Regions from separate parts of the Pan troglodytes genome. Here region 1 is linked to region 2. Evidence: chromatin contacts called from public Hi-C data. All regions are on one chromosome and are shown on one strand. Each heading gives the region's core, a stretch centred on a gene start, on an enhancer-like site or on the middle of the called end of the contact. The rest is flanking DNA. Distances are from core to core; before and after follow the strand shown. Region 1 holds the start of KIF1B (kinesin family member 1B). Region 2 overlaps KIF1B (kinesin family member 1B).

Region 1 (3,586 bases), core at 984-3,483, 130 kb before region 2:
CAGGTTCCCAAGTAGCTGGTATTACAGGCGTGCCCACCACGCCTGGCTAATTTTTGTATTTTTTAGTAGAGATGGGGTTTTGCCATGTTGGTCAGGCTGGTCTCGAACTCCTGACCTCAAGTGATCCACCCACCTCGGCCTCCCAAAGTGTTGGGATTACTGTTGTGAGCCACCGCGCCTGGTTCTTCACTACGTTTTAGATTCTTTTTAGATTGTGCTCCATTGAGAGCTCAAGCAATACAGCCACCCAGGTTTTTGTAACTCTCCATGGCGCTCACCACAGTACTTACGCAAGGAGGTCCACGCTATGATGAAGTGGTGTCTACTGTTGAATTGATGAGTTCCTCTTTATTAACCTACTATAGTTTCATTTTACTCTTAGCCGTCAGGAAGCTAAGAGCTGAGTTCTGTGCTCAGTGGCAACATATTTCCTTGACTATGGATTTTTAAAATACTGTTTTTCTGGCCGGGCGCGGTGGCTCATTCCTGTAATCCCAGCACTTTGAGAGGCTGAGACAGGTGGATCACCTGAGGTCAGGAGTTCAACACCAACCTGACCAACATAGTGAAACACCGTCTCTACTAAAAATACAAAAATTAGCCGGGCGTGGTGGCAGGCACCTGTAATCCCAGCTACTCGGGAGGCTGAGGCAGGAGAATCGCTTGAACCTGGGAGGCGGAGGTTGCAGAGATTTGACATCGTGCCACTGAGCTCAGCCTGGGCGAGAGTAAAACTCTGTCTCAAAACAAAACAAAAAAATTTTTCTTTCTAGGCATGCCTCTCATTCAAACAGCTTTTAAAAAGTCTCTTGCTTGTTTCATTATTATGAATTTTACGCCTATTTTAAAGCTATACGGTTTCACTGCTGTATGCTTTAGTGTAAGCTATGTCAAATCCTTTTGCAGGTAGGTGGAGTTTAAATTCTATAAAATGAGACGTGATCAATAAAAGCGGATGAAGAGTCTGAGGACTTGAGTGGTGGTGGAGATTTTCCAGAATTATTAGTGTAGAAAATTAATTTCGATGTTTTAGTGCATATGCTTGTACATAATACCTTTTACTCATAATAATACTGTATTTAATTCAGGGGAAGACATGTGATTTTACTTTCAATGTCTGCTAGTAAATAAAAATAATTCACAACCTTATAAAGTAATAGTGCTCGGTCTGGGCCTGATAATTGAATATATTATCACTGAAGATTATATTTTATTAAGTACTGAATTGAACAGTTTCTGAACAATGAGATTTTTCTTTCCAGCTGAATCTAAATCTGATTTTAAAGAAATCACTGCTCGTGCTTTTGTGTCCTCCGGGTTTCTAACTTCCACTCTCCCTCCTTCAAGGGCATCTCCCAGAAGGGGGCTGGGCTCATTAACTCAGGGACGGTGTAAAGCGTTTGTTCCTCTCCTCACAGCCCTTCCGCGGTCTCCCAAGGAGACAAGTGGAATGCCCACCAAGTCATGCTTTTCCATTACTCATTCCGCCTTCTCTCCCGAGGTCGCGCGTGGGAGGTGTTTTGCTCGGGTTCTGTAAGAATAGGCCAGGCAGCTTCCCGCGGGATGCGCTCATCCCTTCTCGGGGTTCCGCTCCCACCGCGCCGCGTTCGGCCGGTTCCGCCTGCGAGATGTTTTCCGACGGACAATGATTCCACTCTCGGCGCCTCCCATGTTGATCCCAGCTCCTCTGCGGGCGTCAGGACCCCTGGGCCCCGCCCCGCTCCACTCAGTCAATCTTTTGTCCCCGTATAAGGCGGATTATCGGGGTGGCTGGGGGCGGCTGATTCCGACGAATGCCCTTGGGGGTCACCCGGGAGGGAACTCCGGGCTCCGGCTTTGGCCAACCCGCACCCCTCGCTGAGCCGGCCCGAGGGCCACCAGGGGGCGCTCGATGTTCCTGCAGCCCCCCGCAGCAGCCCCACTCCCCGGCTCACCCTACGATTGGCTGGCCGCCCCGAGCTCTGTGCTGTGATTGGTCACAGCCCGTGTCCGTCGCGGGCGCCGGGGCGGATACGAGGTGACGCGCTGCGGCCCAGCTCGGGGCGGTGTCCCGCGCCGGCGACTGCGGGCGGAGTTTCGCGAGGGCCGAAGCGGGGCAGTGTGACGGCAGCGGTCCTGGGAGGCGCCCGCGCGCGTCGGAGCAGCTCCCCGTCCTCCGCAGCTGTCACCGCCGGCCGTCGCCGCGCCCTGGCCTCCCGCACTCCTGTCCACCGCCCACCGCCCACCTCCCACCTCCCACCTCGATGCGGTGCCGGGCTGCTGCGTGATGGGGCTGCGGAGCGGCGCCCTGCGGCTCGCGGCGGCCGCTGCTCGCGCTGAGGTGCGTCGGTGCCCGGCCCCCCGCGCCCCCGCGCGCCGCGGCTCCTGTTGACCCGGTCCGCCCGTCGGTCTGCAGCGCGGCTGAGGTAAGGCGGCGGGGCTGGCCGCGGTTGGCGCCGCGGCCGCGGGGTTGGGGAGGGGGCCGCTTCCGCGGGGAGGAGCGGCCGGGCCGGGGTCCGGGCGGGGTCTGAGGGGAGGTAGCGCGGGACGGGCGCCGGGTGCGGGAGCCTCGCCCTCGGGGGAGGGCACCCCTCCCTAGGCCAGCAGCGAGTCCCGGGCCGGCGTCCAGCGGTCGGCTGGGGCCCCCGCAGTGCCCTGCACCGGCCCTCCGTTTCCCCCGCGCTGCCAGGCCGCGGCTGTGCCCAGCGCTCTCCAGAGCCGCCGCTGCCTGGCCGTTCCCTGGGCTCCGCGCACGTTGCAGCCCGGGGGGCGGCTGTGCTTCGTTTGAAGCCATGGTTTCTCATTTTCCCTCTCCCCTTTCCTCCTTTGTGGTGGGCATCGGGCTTCGGCTGGGAATGTGGTTATGCCCTTTGCCAGATGGCGATAGGAAAGGTCATCGCTTGGCGCTGGGGGAGCCGAGGGCTCGAGGCCTGGAAAGAGGGGTGCGATAGGAAGGGAGGGGGCTTGTTGGATGCTGGCCAGGTGTGAGGAAGGCTGGTGTGGTCTCGGCGTTCAGCCGACTGGGATTACTCGGGCAGCCATATTGGGAGGATGATCTGACAAATCCTTTAGGAGCCAAGTCCAGTTGTTGGAAGGCACCGAGTGACAGCCCTGGCAGCTTTCAGGGTGACTGGCCAGACCAGAAGCCAAGTTGTGGGGGTTGGGAGGCTGCTTGAGCAAGCTAGTCATTGTTCATGCAACACAAAACATTCCCGCCCCTAACGCCAGAATGGAGCTTCCAGATCCCTTTTTTTTTTCCTTGATTGCTAAATGAGCTTCCAAGGTAAACTGCCTTCAAGATTCCATTCTTGTTGGGGTGAAATTCCGTGTTTCTCTATTCATCTTCTGCGTCCAGTGCGGGGGCTGTGAAAGGCCTGCTGATGCTTTACATGTGCATAGGCCGATCTGAGAATTGCTAAGGCCACTGTATCAGTATGGAGGCCTCGAGTAGCCGTAGAGCATTGGATGGATAGATTTTCAGAGTCGCTCAACTTGCAGAGAAGAAGTAAACCAGAGTATTCTGATAGTGGGCGAGGCTAGTGGCGGCATTTCTGAGGACGCAGGCTGTCATCTTTGTGGAATCTCGAGGTAGCTGAAATTAGATTGT
Region 2 (3,861 bases), core at 30-2,529:
CCTCAAAGGCGTCCTGTGTTTTTATAGTCGCTCCTCTGGCCTGTGCCGGGAAGGTATGGCTGCAGAGCACTGTGAATGAGTTCACCTGTCGTCAGGGAACCCCAAGAGTGCTGCAGTGCCAGCAATACAGGAATCAGGGATTTGGAGCACTTGGCAAAAGCATGCTAGTGTTCTCAGACGGGTGAACTAATTTGGAAGACAACAAGTTCATACTACCAGTCTGTCTGTCCCCCCAATTGAAAATAGTTTCTTTTTCTCCATTTTTTCTTGATGGAAGGGGTGTCCTTCTGATGGATTTTTCTATCTGGCAGTAAATCTTTGTGTTGGGTCCTCTTTAACTGTGCAGTTCTTTTTATTTCAGACTAATAATAGGGAGAGAGAGAGAGAAAACGATAACATCTCACTATCTGTGAAAATAACTAAATATAGCCCATTGTTTTAACAAATCTTTCCAGAGTATCTTCCGTGTGTCGAGACCTGTGGGAAAACGCTTGCTGTCTGGGGGAGAGAGGCATATAAATACATTATTACAGTGAAATCATTGCTATTAAGGAAAAAAACATTACTAGTAATGTGGGAACACAAAACTGTCAGGGTAAGTCAGGAAAGGCTGCCTGGAAGAGGTGACATTTGAATCCACAACAGACTCTTAGGTAACTATGCCATCCACAGGCTCTCGCACTAACTGTGGAAGCTTGAGTCTGCTAAATTTTGTCTGTACAAAATGACATTGTTTTTATTTTTAGTAAAAAGCTTTTACAAAGGAAGAGGAGTTAATTGAATGTACTTCTTCACTCTCTCTAAAGCATTCTTGCATATACCTCCATATAGCTAAGTGATCAGGGTCAGTTAATTTTTCAGTCATTTTTGAAATAAAATCTAAAATGCCCTCTGTGCAATATGGAAAAGGTTCTTGACAAGGAATGTAAATAACTTAAAGAATCTGCTTAAGTGGAATGCTTCTTTCTATAGGATCCACATTGGGCTCTTGAAACAGATTCTGATAAAACCGTTTAATGCATTGTTCACGAGTCTTTTTATTTTTTTTATGAAGCTTTTTGCATCGCCATGATGAAGCATTCTCCACGGAGCCCCTCAAAAACAATGGCAGAGGAAGTCCCCTGGCCTTTTATCATGTGCAGAATGTAAGTGACATGGACCTTTTTGCCAAACATATGTTTTTCTGGTACCTTGGCTTTCTCAGCCCAGGAAGGGTGATAAGAAGAGGTACAAGTCACTGGCTGTGCAGGGGGAGAGTAGACAATAGAGGGCGTGGCTAGAGTGGTGAGGTCATCCACAGTGGCCTGAGCAGCAAGCCTTCTTGTCTGTATTACAATGGGCCTAGTGAATGTGGGTTCGTCTGCCAATAAAATCTTCCATCAGTTTGAATGCAATGAGTTGTTTTAGTGTTTCTGTCCTAGAAAAATAAGCATGCTTAATAAGAGTTTTATTAAAGTGAATGCATTGTCCTTTAAACCCTAAGATACTTATGTTGCTCGATTGCAAATAACAAAAAATATCAAATACCTTCTGTAGCTAAATTAAGATTTAGATCTGTTTTCCTTGCAACTGATAGTATAATTAACACATTAATGCCCTTTACAACTGTATTCCAACGTGGAGTAAGAAAACAGACCCTTCCCTCTCTTATGTGAAATTTCATTCAAACTCTATTCCAAAGTCATTATCCTCATCACAATAGCTAATATTCACTGAGAGTTTATTTTGTGTTAGTCACTGTTCTGAGAGTTTTTGTGTAATTTAATCTTTACCTTTATACCATAGATTAAGATAATCCCTGTGTTAGCTGAGATGACTGAAGCATAGAGCAATTAAAGTCACTCATCAGGCTGGGCACAGTGGCTCACACCTGTCCCGGCACTCTGGGAGGCCGAGGCAGGTGGATCACTTGATGTCAGGAGTTTGTGACCAGCCTGGCCAACATGGTGAAATCCCATCTGAGACACGAGAATTGCTTGAACCCAGGATGGGGGGGTTGCAGTGAGTTGAGATTGTGCCACTGCACTCCAGCCTGGGCAAGAAAGCGAGACTCCCATCTCAAAAAAAATAAAAAAGTAATAATAAAAATAAAGTTACTCATCAGTGTTACAAGAGGCAGAGATAGGACTTAAGCTCAGAGAAATGTAGCTCTGGTATTCAGGATATTCACTACTACATGAAACTGTCTCTCATTCTCTTGCTAACCATGTCTGCTATCTAAAGTAAGAGAGGAAAGGAGAACTTCAAAGATGGAACAAGCAAACACAAAATATGCCATCTTCTTTTTCATGTTGGTATAAATATAAGCAAGCATGTATCTGATAAACTTTGATCAGCTGCTGTGCACAAGGATTGTGCCTGACAACTGGGGAATGCAGATGAATCTCAGATGCTCCCAGTGAGCTTCGAATCATGATAGGGGAAATAAAATGCATACATAAACACCAGTCATGCAAAGATGAACATGAGAAAATATTCACTAAATGCAGTGGGAGTGGAGAAAGGGAAAGTTATTTCTATTAATGGAAAGCTATTTTAAATTACTTCTTGTTGGGGAGGATAGTTGGGTGGAGAAAGGGAATAGGAAGCTCCCTGAAGGATGTAGTATAAGCAAGAAAAGGTGTGTCAAACTTGGCATTGTGCCTGGCACATAGGCCATAGTCAGTACATGCATGGATGTGCTGGAAGGGCCTTCCAGGCAGGGTTGCAGCCTGGGCCAGTCCTCGGCACAGCTGAGGAGAGAGCAGGTGAAAGGAGCAGCAGGTGAGTGAGTGAGCCAGAATAGTAAGTGTGGGAAGGACAACAGGGGCCAAGATCAGTTGAGGCAAAGTATGGAAGATCTTGAATACCTGAAGCTGGCGAAAGTTACTTTAGAATTAAAAACAACATAGGGGATCCCCTGTTTTTTGTTGCAAGAGGCCTGCATAGTAAAATACCCAGCAGATACTGGACACTCAGCAGCAGTAAAATTGGGCCAGGCATAGTGGCTCATGCCTGTAATCCAGCACTTTGGGAGCTGAGGCAGAAGGATCAGTTCAGCACATGAGTTCAAGACCAGTCTGGGAAACATAGTGAGATACTGTCTCTACAAAAAATTGTTTTAAATTAGCCAGGCATGGTGGTGCATGTCTGTAGTCCTAGCTACTCCGGAGGCTGAGGCAGGGGGATTGCTTGAGCCCGGGAGGGTGAGGCCGCATGAGCCTTGTTTGCGTGCTACAGAGCAAGACCTTGCCTCAAAAAAAAAACACCCCAAAATACAGTACTAAAGTTCTGATTGAAGCAAAAATGTGTATTTTCTTGTAATCTTTTCCTAATCTTGCTTGGCTTTAGATTGCAGTGGAGATCACTGAATCATTTGTGGATTACATCAAAACCAAGCCTATTGTATTTGAAGTCTTTGGGCATTATCAGCAGCACCCACTTCATCTGCAAGGACAGGAGCTTAACAGGTTTGGACCAGATAAGCAAACATTTTTGATGGTATTGTTTTGATTTTTAGTTTCTCAATTGCTGGAAAGGAAGAAATCTTTTGAGGGATTAAGATAACTAAATAAGTATTCTATATTACCCTGTTTCCTCTTTAGAAACTTCACTATCATCTTATAGCCACCTAATCACTGATTTTAGATAGAGCAAATTAAATTTTGACCAGGTGACCTCAAATACCATCTTTTTGTAGGAAGAGACTTTGAATATGGTAGAAATTTGAGGTAATAGGAATATAACATGAAAATTGTTAAAAATTGTTCCTAATGCCCACAGCTTTATGAAACAGAAGCTCTAAGTACAGTCATCACAACTGCTGAGGAAAGCAACAGTGGGCCTTTCTGATGATGGCAGAGTGTTGGTGTTGGCAGAAGA

Evidence for each region. A called contact is a pair of places that touch in the nucleus more often than the background predicts.
Region 1: a Hi-C map of stem cell-derived neural progenitor cells shows a contact between it and region 2, with 3 times the contacts expected there. The contact joins the promoter of KIF1B here to the enhancer-like site in region 2. A contact is called at or near these places in 1 of 7 Hi-C or Micro-C datasets (stem cell-derived neural progenitor cells) and 1 of 1 datasets of contacts at active chromatin or transcription factors (stem cell-derived excitatory neurons).

Annotation. Positions count from the first base shown.
Region 1 is chr1:221,787,293-221,790,878 of NHGRI_mPanTro3-v2.0_pri, reverse strand. It overlaps KIF1B (kinesin family member 1B), which reads left to right and starts at 2,233. Exons shown (of 47, transcript NM_001374455.1): 1 at 2,233-2,405.
Region 2 is chr1:221,656,594-221,660,454 of NHGRI_mPanTro3-v2.0_pri, reverse strand. It overlaps KIF1B (kinesin family member 1B), which reads left to right. Exons shown (of 47, transcript NM_001374455.1): 30 at 1,055-1,145; 31 at 3,331-3,449. Among named protein-coding and RNA genes, the nearest start is that of PGD, 59 kb to the right of the region's middle. Within about 2 kb of position 1,279, at least 8 of the 24 cell types and tissues checked have an H3K27ac peak or open chromatin away from gene starts, as enhancers often do. A contact at or near this core is called in stem cell-derived neural progenitor cells, where this site is marked.